3 separate regions of the Sus scrofa genome follow, and regions 1 and 2 are each linked to region 3. A link is a contact called in public Hi-C and HiChIP or PLAC-seq data. All regions are on one chromosome and are shown on one strand. The core of a region is the stretch at or near the end of the contact, and the rest is flanking DNA. Distances in the headings are between cores, read along the strand shown.

The links. Hi-C and Micro-C count contacts between places; a contact is called where the count stands out from the background. HiChIP or PLAC-seq counts read pairs in DNA pulled down with a chosen protein or histone mark.
Region 1: a contact with region 3 is called in an H3K27ac HiChIP or PLAC-seq map of skeletal muscle. The contact joins two enhancer-like sites. A contact is called at or near these places in 1 of 47 Hi-C or Micro-C datasets (mesenchymal stem cells) and 2 of 2 datasets of contacts at active chromatin or transcription factors (alveolar macrophages and skeletal muscle).
Region 2: a Hi-C map of liver shows a contact between it and region 3, with 1.6 times the contacts expected there. The contact joins two enhancer-like sites. A contact is called at or near these places in 3 of 47 Hi-C or Micro-C datasets (epiblast stem cells and liver).

The regions. Positions count from the first base shown.
Region 1 is chr6:15,888,527-15,892,242 of Sscrofa11.1, reverse strand. All of the region lies in intron 1 of ZFHX3 (zinc finger homeobox protein 3), which reads left to right. Among named protein-coding and RNA genes, the nearest start is that of ZFHX3, 51 kb to the left of the region's middle. Within about 2 kb of position 1,957, at least 22 of the 83 cell types and tissues checked have an H3K27ac peak or open chromatin away from gene starts, as enhancers often do. A contact at or near this core is called in alveolar macrophages and skeletal muscle, where this site is marked.
Region 2 is chr6:15,919,678-15,923,242 of Sscrofa11.1, reverse strand. All of the region lies in intron 1 of ZFHX3 (zinc finger homeobox protein 3), which reads left to right. Among named protein-coding and RNA genes, the nearest start is that of ZFHX3, 20 kb to the left of the region's middle. Within about 2 kb of position 1,347, at least 5 of the 83 cell types and tissues checked have an H3K27ac peak or open chromatin away from gene starts, as enhancers often do. A contact at or near this core is called in liver, where this site is marked.
Region 3 is chr6:15,757,808-15,761,106 of Sscrofa11.1, reverse strand. The region is part of intron 4 of ZFHX3 (zinc finger homeobox protein 3); the gene reads left to right. Among named protein-coding and RNA genes, the nearest start is that of ZFHX3, 180 kb to the left of the region's middle. Within about 2 kb of position 1,631, at least 34 of the 83 cell types and tissues checked have an H3K27ac peak or open chromatin away from gene starts, as enhancers often do. A contact at or near this core is called in alveolar macrophages, liver and skeletal muscle, where this site is marked.

The DNA.
Region 1 (3,716 bases), core at 708-3,207, 130 kb before region 3:
CCTTTCATTGAGAAGCTGTGCTTTAGAGAGGGCGAGGTAGATACGCAGAGGCAGCCGGGACGTGCCTGTCCTGGACTTTTCTTGGTTGACTCTGTTAGAAAGATAGGTTCAGCCACAGTCACTGGGTGGGGAAGCAGAGTCTGGGAGAGAGAGTGCTCCCCAAATGTGTGCCGTCTTTGTACCACCCGAACTATGTTCTTTGCTTAAACATTTTCTTTTCATGCATTCCCTTATTAAAACCATAAATACCTGCTCTATCATCATCTCAGGCAGTGATACAGGAGGAATACAGGTTTGGGCTAGTTGTATTGGCTCAAATAAACATTAACTAGGGAGCCATTCGAATTTAAAATGTTCACCCACGCATCCCCTTCGCTCTGGCCAGCTGTGCCTGGAGGACACCCTGGAAAATAATGGTGTGAAAGACACTGGTCTGGGAATGTGAGTGCTTGTCTTCAAGGCCAGCATTGCTTTGTCATGAGATGTGAGATGGTGGGTGGGTGACTGTCCCTGCTTCTCTGAGCCTTGAAAGAGAGAAATCTGGTCTTCGTCAGATTTCATGCAAACGAAATGAGACCTCCCCTCTCTGTATGCATATGTGTGTAAAAATATTAATAACCAACACTTAGTAAGCCTTTACTGTGCTAAATCCTGCACTGTCTTATTAATCCTACAACCAGATGGGGCTAATATGATCTCTACACCCATCGTATGAGTGATGAACCCAGGGTGGGTTAAGAACTTGCAGCTTTTGGAGTTCTCATTGTGGTGGAGCAGAAATGAACCCAACTAGTATCTTTGAGGATTTGGGTTCGATCCCTGGCCTTGCTTCGTGCATTAAGGCTCTGGTGTTGCCTCCAGCTGCAGTGTAAGTTGCAGATGAGGCTCGGATCCTGAATCACTGTGGCTGTGCTATAGGCCAGCAGCTGCAGCTTTGATTCAACCCCTCGCCTGGGAACTTCCATATGCCACACCTGCAGCCCTAAAAAATAAGAAGATCTTACCCCTTTTAAGTGGCCTCTGTGCTGGCAGGCCAGCCCAGGACAGAGGCTTGTAGCCTGTTCTCTACCCTGTATAGGAGTTTTCTGTCATTGACCCACTTCAGGGTGTTTGCTTAGAGCCTCTGTCATACCTGCCCCTGGGGAGCAAGGATTAGATAAACACCGTTTGGAGTGAGCAGTGGAAAGAGGAGAGCCTTCAGGTCCGTGTGCGTGGATCTCTGAACTCCCGCTGCGGCCCTTGCATGGTCCTCAGTGCTGGTTTCCAGTCGTCCGTTCAGCCCTTCACTGGTTGGGACAGGCCTGGCCCTCACCGTGGCTCCCCTGCTTCAAATCAGGGCTGAGACAGCGTGTGGTCCACGGGGGCCTTGCGGGCAGGGGTACAGGGTGTCACGTTGATAAAGGGCCTGCAGCCCTTTGAGAACTCTGAGTCCAGTCTCGCTGCCGGTACAGGGCGTGTCCCTGGCCCCACAGGGGCTGACACTGCCAGGACCCAGGAGGACACTGTGCCATCCTGACCTCCGACCTAGCCGAGGGTCCGTGGGTGCTGGGAGCGCTCATGTCAGCCCCTCCCTCACCTTAAGTGGCACTGCTCTCCCGCTGCCCCAGTTGTGGTGCGGGGCTCTGTGCTCCCCCTTGGATACGCTGAGCAGGAAATGAGCCCCCGCACGTTTTCATTTGTATCCCAAACGTGCAGAAAGGAAAAGAACCCTGCGTATCTTTTAAGTGAGGGAAGCTTGGCCCAGGGTGGAGGCTTGGCGGGTGGGAGGGTACCCTTGAATGGACCTGAAGCCCAGTCGGGGGAGGGTTGGGTTTGGAGGTGGAGCAGGGCCTCTGGCTGGGATTCCTCTTCTTTTCCCGAGCACCCCCCCCCCGCCCCCGCCCGCCCGGCCTGTGTGTGAAGCGGGCCTTACAAAACTGCTTTGCTGAACTTCCACCCGCTGGGTGCTGACTCACACCACTTCCCCTCATATAACTTCACATTCATGTAATTAACATATAATTTGATACCTGGAAATTCATGCTGGGTGGAGCTGGAAAGGATTACTCAGCTTTTAGCAATTCAGGCTCTGGGGTTATGGAACGCCATGTGCTGTGTCCTGCTTCTCCTGTTACTACTAACTTGTTTTGCCAGCATTTCTCCCTTCTCTCCTGTGAACATGAGTGAAAATGATGAGACGGTGTGTGTGTGTGTGTGTGTGTGTGTTTTGTCTTTTTTGCCATTTCTTGGGCTGCTCCCATGGCATATGGAGGTTCCCAGGCTAGGGGTCTCATCAGACCCGCAGCCGCTGGCCTACACCACAGCCACAGCAACGCAGGATCCGAGCCACGTCTGCAACCTACCCCACAGCTCACAGCAACGCCGGATCCTTAACCCGCTGAGCAAGGCCAGGGATCAAACCCGCAACCTCATGGTTCCTAGTTGGATTCGTCCACCACTGAGCCACGGCAGGAACTCCTGTGTTTTTTTTTTTTTTTTTTTTAAATCACTTTAACAACAAAAGAGTTGTGGTCCGCCTGCCTCCCTAGTTAAAAATAACCCTCTTCTCCCATTGCCTGGTGGCATTTGGTGGTGCCATAGTTTATTTCATTGTTTCTCCATTAGGGCAGAGCCATCAGTATTTAAAAAATGCAGCCAGTACTCATCAGGGAAGAAGAACGATGAAAAATTAGGATGACTTTGCAATTTAAATGCAGAGTGTGTGCTGATGGTTATAAGGTTTGTTGGAGAAATTATTTACTGTGTTGACACATGTGTTAATATGGGGGATCACAGTGCTTAATATACATGATACCTGCCTATTGAAAGATAGAAAGCCTGGGCGAACTCTGACCTGGTGCTGTGAATCGGCGCAGTTGAAAGCCCATCCGAATATCTTGAAAATACATCTAAACGTCCACCGGCTTTGAAAGATGAAAATTCGTGTTGGGATGTGAACTCAGAGGAAGGAAAAGAGTGAATCCCTTGCACAGCCATGGCCACAGCTTCCTGAGCCCGTGAGTTCAGAAGAATCCAGAGGCCTGGTCCCAGGTACACACACTCTCACTAGTGAAGTACAGGGAAGGGGGGCGTGGGGAGGGCGCTCAGAGGCTGGCCATTCATTCCCTGCCCTGGATTGTGCTTGTGAGCCTTTCAGGGTTTGAGAACTTGACTTTGGAAAGCTTCTAAATTTGTTCCTAGTGGGTTGATTTATTTTGTTGAGGTCAAATTAGAGCTAATGGCCCTAATGGTTTACAATGCTCCTAAATGGTTCTTAGCACTTAGGCGGGCTTGGCTGGCCATCGTGGGCGGGTTTCCAAGTGTGGACCTTATCGTTCCGAGGGTATATTTTTTTTTGTCGGAGTTATTGTTTGAGAGCACAACTCCTATGTATGAGTGAGGTTAAAAGGTAAGGGCAGAATTCGTCACACTGCATATTCAACTTTCTCCTGGTATCAAGTCCAGGGATGTGTGTGTGAACCGGGGCCCCATGGGCACATGGAGCCGAGAGCCGGGCATCCGGCTGGGAGTTGAGTGGTCGATGACTGTCCTCTGCCGCTTTGCCTAGGAGTGGGTTGTCCATGAAATGCAGTCATAGCGAAGCCTTGGATTTCCTCCTGGCCTTCCTGGTTGCCAAGTAGCTCCTGGAAGAGTGGGTAACCGGGTTAAACTAATCTCGGTGCATTCCTTCCAGCCATGCTGCAGTATCTGTGAGTTCATGGGAAGGTCTTTGGCAA
Region 2 (3,565 bases), core at 98-2,597, 160 kb before region 3:
AACCCGGTGTGTGGTGCTCACTGCCTGGGGCGGTAGAACCCTGTTACCTTTCTGGATCCAAGCCTGACTGGCTGCACGTGGGTATGTTCCCTGGCTTTCGTCCTGGCGTGGTTCCTCTGCAATGACTGTCCCGCACCGTGATGGGCAGTGTTTTCTAGTGCCTGGTAGACTGAGGTCTGGACAGTGGAAAGGGAAAAACAGGAAGCCCGTTTGCCTAGTAGGAGGTTTTATTCCACGGCGCTTACATTCTGCCCCGCAAACATGGTCGGCCGACAGCTGTCTTTCCAGGGTCGAGGATGAGAAGCTAGAGCGTGAGGGGACTGGAGTTGTGCTTTCACAAAAGCCAAAAAGGGGAGTTCCTGTTTTGGCGCAGCGGAAACGAATCCGACTAGGAACCATGAGGTTGCGGGTTCTATCCCTGGCCTCGCTCAGTGGGTTAAGGATCTGGCATTTGCTGTGACTGTGGTGTAGGCCGGCAGTAACAGTTCCAACTAGACCCCTGACCTGGGAACCTCCATATGCCGCGGGTGCGGCCCTAAAAGGACAAAAGCCAAAAAAAAGAAAAAAAGAAAAAAAAATACCAAAAAGGAGAAGCTTGGAGAGGCCCTGCCCCATCCTGCTCCCCTCACCTGCTGTCAAGGTGCACCTGGCAGTGCAGACGGAGGGGGGAGGTGGGTGTGGCCCCTCCCGGTGTCAGAGAGTCTGTGCTGGCAAGGTCTGGCTATAAAATATTGGCCCCCGTGGCAGCCTGGCTCGGCAGTGTTGAGCGATGAGGAGTGCGGGGCAGCCGGCAGTGTATTAAACACTAGTTGAGCACAGGAGGGGCAGTATATCACCGGAGAGAGATAAGCAAAGTTCTCTGATAGTGGATCAATAAAGGTTAGTGACATCATATCTCAAAGTGAGGGAACCTGCTTTCTGCACAGCCATTTATCAGATCACAGCCTGGAAGGGCATTAACCCCTTTCTGGCCAGATTCCTTCTTACTGAGCACAGACCCAAACTCCTTCTTGGGGAGGGCGGGGCGTCCCTCACCCCAGCATTGTATTTAAGGACGCCTCGTGGGCTGATTTTGGAAATAAATGCCTTCTGCAGTTAGCACGTGCACCGTGTGCTTAGGGAAAGTTTCTTAACTTTGAAATTTGTGCAGAAAGTCCCATTAAAAGGCGGTGCTTCTGCCGAAGTCTAAAGACGCTGCCAGTGCACTGTGGGTGCAAAGCTGCGTTGCCTTTGGACGCTCAGGGGCTGGGGTTTGTGTTTGCTGTTGGTTGGTCAAGCAGTTTCATTGGACGAGATCATTACAGTTGTAATGAGCCTGAGAATGATCATGCGTTGTCCTTTGGGCCGTGTAGTGTTCTAGGTATTTACAAGTCTCCCAGTGGGCCAGGACTGGCAGACTACAGCCTGCAGGCCAGATCTGGCCCAGCGCCTGCTTTTGTTTGGTCTGTGAGCTGAGCATGGTTTTTACCCTTTTAAAAGGTGGGGGTGGGGGGTTCTAAAGAAGAATGATACTTTCTGACACATGAAAATATGCGAAAATCGTACTGTGTCCTTAAATAAGGTTCTATTGGAAAACAGCCGGGCTTGTTTGTTTAGTGTCCTGTCTGTGGTGGCGTACATGCCGCAGTGACAGAGCTGAGCAGTGGCAGCGGAGACTGGATGGCCCCACGAGGCCGAAAATATTTACCTTGCTCTTCACAGAAAAATGTTTGCCAACCTCTAGGCTAGCCTCTAACGGCAAACACACTGCCAACTAGCTGTGTGACCTTGGGTAAGTCACTCCACGTCTCTGTTTCTCTGGTCTTGGTGATAAAATCTTGTCCCTTGCCTACTCCAGGGTGTTCTAAAAGTCAAATGAAAATTGAGGAGAGATGGCTTTGAAAAATAGCTTGCTTGTCTGTGCGCCACGTTTCTTACTCAGTTAGCAGGCCCTCCAGTATGTCAGTCCGTCTGAGATTACCAGGCCCAGGGACTCGCCTCCTGGAAACTGGCAGCCGGGGCGATAGTGGGCGCTTGTCTCGCACGTGTGTCATTTTGGGTGAGGTTGGAGTTTCTTTGTCTCTCTGAAAACTTGAAGACAGACCTCTTCCCCGAGCGATCGTCTTCTGCCTTGCAAGGGAACATCAATTTTCCTCAGCGACTGCAGAGATTTTTATCCGTAAAGAGCTGGATCACTTTTCCTTCCTTCCCACCGGTGATTTATAGATGGGAGAGCAGGCCTTTTCCTGTAGGTCTCTGGCTGTTTATCTTTTAGGTTGGGCCCTGACAATGTGCTGGCTGGGATGTTCACATTGGCCAGGGCGATGGGGGGCGAGGTGCCCATTCCAGGGCCCCAGGGGGTGGGGTGGGGGGAGGAGGGGAGGCCGGAGAGTCCAGCCCAAAGCTCATGGGCTGAGGTCCAAGTGGAAAGTGTATTTTCATTGAGGAAGTGGAGGTATTAGTGGAGCCGGGATTACCGTGTGATTGTGCTGTCAATACTGCCGTATTGAGTCCGCGAGAGCCGGCACAATACGGGGAAACACTTAGCTCACTACTGCTGCTTATTGAGAAGCCAATAGCAATTTACTTGCTGACACTTGACATCAAATCCATTCGCAGAGGTGGAGCTCCTGCAAACGACCGTGGAGCTCCCACCCCTTCCCCGGGGGCCCTCCGGCCTTGGGGGTCCGCCAGTGCGCTGCCTCCTGGGGTGTGTTGGGGGACGTGGGGGGGTCGGAGTGGGGGAGGGATGGGGGGCTGCTCCTGTGAACTTTCAGAGCTGATGTCTTTGCCTCCTAATCGCGACGGGTCTTCTTTCAACAAGTGCTCTGCCACCCCCTCTTCATTCCTCCCTGAGCTGTGAGTTTTCTGCACGTGGGAACTTTCTCCTCCTCTTCTGCAGGCAAAAATTGGCTCCTTGAAGTCGATGCAGGAGGAGCTCATCTGTGGGAGGGCCGACGAGTGTCTGCAGGAGGTGGGCAGAGTCAGAGGGGAGGCGGGAGTATCCTGGGGAGCAGAGGGACCTCCTGGTACCCAGGGTCGGGGGCTGGGCCTCCTGGTGTCCACGCTCCGGGGGGGTGGAGGGAGACGGACATGTGATTCCAGAGCCGCTGGGATCGGGCCCAGCCGAACACCCTGTTCCTCCTGTGATTAGTTGTGTGGAGTCTGTCTGCAAAGTGTGCGGCTGCTTGATTTACAGTGTTTTCACTCCGACAGGTCATGCAAATGCCTTCCGAGCCTGGGTTCTCCTCCCGGCTCCCCGGTCAGGGGAACTGCATTCTGGGAGATGGAGCCTGTCACACAGGGATTTGGGGGTGTGACCAGGTCACAGCTCCCATTGGCTGTTCCGGCCTCGCTGAGCGCTGGCGCCACTGAGCTTTGTTCCCGCACCCCCTTGCCGCGGCGCCCAGTCCAAAGATTTTTTTTTTCTAGTGTGTCTTACATGGGTTTCTTTGCAACCACTTGTTGGCACTTGGGTGGAGGGAGACCGAGGCCTGCGTTGTGAAGGTTGGAGGATCTCAAGCCCCACCGCCGTCATCGTGGATGGATCCTGTTGCCCGTGGATGGGGGAGGGAAGCTTGTGAGA
Region 3 (3,299 bases), core at 382-2,881:
AACCGACCCCAAAGACATGCTGGTGCCCAGCTGTGGCTTCACAGGGGTATTAGCGCCCTTGCAGTGACTTATCATAGGCATCTCCACGCACATTAGAATGTCACGTGTGTGTGTGAACTTACTGGTGATGACGGTGGGGCACTGTTCCTACATGATGAGTCCTTTCCGTGCTGGAGCTTGGGATTAAGACGCGTGGGCCGTGTTTTCATGCAGAGCCCGTCAGTTGGAGGCACCAAGGGAGCTGGATGCCATTGGGCAGGGAGGCAGGTGTGATTGTGGATCAGGCTCAGCGGCGGGGGGAGGGGGGTGTCTGAGGAGGCTTCCCCAGGTAAGAGAGGGTTGATGATGGTGGTTTGTGTTGTTAGGCTGCTCCCATCTTTGCCTGGAGTCTTGTCCAGTGTCCATCTGGAGACCTAATCATTTCTGTTGGTGGCTCATCTAGAAAACTACGGATTCCTCCAGGCCTCCCGTTTGCTCTAACAGCCCTGGCCCCTCTCACCTTTCCTTCTAGCTCACCTACCCTGATAGAGAAGAGCACTCTTGTCACCACCAGACCATGGAAAGGTGATTTTTCAGTGGGATGCTGGGGTGTGGGGGTTTTGAGTCTCGATAGTTGAGCCCTGAGTGGCAGAGAGGCCAGCTGGAGTTCGGATGAGAACCGGGAACTCTAAGGGAAGGCTGGCCTGACACGGCTGCGCCTCCTGCCTCTGAACAACCAGGGGAGCGAATGGCAGCCGCTGGCCAGGAATTGATTGCATTAATTGATATGCCAATAAGAGAGCTTGTTACATCCGCCATTGGTTAGGAGGCCAGCTAACAAGTCTGCTGATCAATGGCACCAATAAAGATTTCATCCATTAATGAGCAACATGGTAATTAATGTTATCCATAAACCAATTAGCCTGGCTGGCTAATGCGCCAGTTTGCACCGTGAGTGGCGGTGCCCAAAGTGGCCGGGCAACCGCCTGGTTCCGTGTGGAGTTGGGCCTTCCAGCGGGCTCCTGGGCCGCGACAGAGCCTGGGACTCCGGAGGATTACGCCACCGAAAGAGCAAGGGAGGCCCCCGTGGAGCACTGAGAGCCGAGGCGGAGGAGAGCTGGCAGATGGAGTCCTTGCTGGGCCCCAGGCTGGAGCACAGCTGTGCCCAGCTCGTCCCCAGTACCTGCTGGGAGGAGAGCCCGGCGCCCTCTCCCCTTCCAGCTCCTTCGGCTGCGCGGCTTTCCCATGCGCGTCTCTCAGGGGCTGTTAGGGGCGTAATGGAATGACTGAGTTCCCAGGTCACTCGGGTCCCAGCTGGGCACGCTCTCCCCAGGGACACCCCGTCCGTGGCTCACACGCACTGCCCTGCGCTCCTGGAGGGCGGGCCGAGGCCTCTTCTGGGAACCATGAACGGTCGCCTGGTGAGGTCATTAGCATCTTTCCAGCCCCCTACCTCCGTGTTTCAATAGGGAGGAAAATTTTGCGAGAAGAAAGAAAGAAGGCGAAACAGATGATTTGAAGCTCTGCCTTTTTCCTTCCCCCCCCTGGTTTTTTGCAATGACATCAGTGGGTTGTTTGCCAAGCATAACCTGGCAGCCTGGCGGCTCTGCCTGACTGCCTGAGATTTCTGGGCACCGTGCAGCTCGCCAGCTCCAGCCATGGCAGCATGCCAAGGTGACGTTCCGTGACTAAGCAGAAACGAGGGCGAGGGAGAGAGGGAGGAAGAAGGTATGTGTGGTTGGGGAGCCGGGGGAGACAGTGGTCCCGGGGCTGGGCGTGGCGTGGGGAGGCCACGGGGAGACGCGGAGGCACAGCCTGGGGCATCCGATCAAAAGGCCGGGTGACGGGAGAACCCTTGGCAGGCCAGGGAGTGTCTCTGTGGCACTGGGTGGGGGCGGGGAGAGGAGGGGCCGCATAGGGCAAGAGCCACAGCCCCAGCCTGGGAGGCGGCCAAAGGGGTCTGACTTTGGAACCGAATGAGCCAAAGCGAAGGTGACAGCCCTGAGGGCCTGGAACTATTGAGAAGGAGGCTTAGGGAAGCTTTTATCAGCATCAGGCCCGATACTCCTCAGCGGAGTTTCCTTTGCATTGTTAGGTATTGACCCTCAGAGACCCCTTGTGGATTCCCTAATTGAAAATTAATACTAGATCAATGCCATGGGCAATTTGCATATTGATCATAAACAACTTTGAAGGCACCGAGTGTGCGGCAGATCAATAGGGCTCCTGAATAGGCTGCAGAGGGAGCAGCTCCCAGTACAATGCACTCCGAGAAAGGTTAATGATTTGGGAAGTTCCTAACTGCTCAGCGCAGGGATGGGCCCCCACACCGCACAGCGTCCAAGAGCAATTAGTAGGGGCCTGAGCCGCCTCCCCGCCACCCCCGCCCCTCTGCCACCCAGCAGAGAGCGAGGAGGGTGGCTGTGCTGGAGTGAGGGAAGGGGCTGGCCACGAGTGTTTTATAGTTGCCTTTTTTGGCGATGGATGAAGTCTTGGGGCAGTTTATTCTGGGAAGTGTACTGTAAAAGGCAGCAGCCGAGTTAAGGCTCCCGTTCCTACTCTGGCCCCTTCCCCACAACACACTTCTCCCGAAGACTTGGGTGGAATGAAGTGGGGAGAGGTGACAGCCCCCTTTACCCAGCCACCTCCTCGGGCCTCCATCGCTGGTCACCTGAGTTGGTGTTGCCTTTAAGCAGTGATGGGCTTGGCTGCGTTTTACGTCCTGTCCCATTCACCTGCCACATTCTGGCTTTGTGCTTTCTTGTCCTGCTCTGGCATCGGGGCTTGTCTTACTGGTCCATCCCCAGCCCCCTGTGGAGCCCCAGCAGGCCTGGAAGGGGCTCCTCCAGGCAGCCCTCTTCACCTGCCCCCTGTTCCCTTCTTTTGTTCTCCTGCAGCCCCCACCCCCAAACACATGGGGGCCTGACCACTGATTCTGTCTCGGCCCTCCCAGGGTACTCTCAGATGGCTGGTCTGAGGACTCAAGGCAGCCTGAAGAGCCAGGTGATGCCCGCTCACCTGCACCTAGCTACTTGGCTCCAGCCCCGAGGCAGTGGAGGCTGGTGTGCCAGTGGTGGTCACTAGGGGGAGACACCTCTTAGGTGGTGGCGAGTGGGGCGGGACTTCTTTCCACAATACCCCCGACCTGCCCCCAAGTTCATCGGGCACTCAGAAGAGCTCACGTTACAATAGCTGCCCGGCCAAGGGCATGGAGCTTCTTTAGATGATTATATTTGCAAAGTGCATTGAAATTCATTTACATGGAAAGGCCATATGGTTTCAGAGAACGGATGTGCAGAATGGTTGGTGGCGAGTTTCTA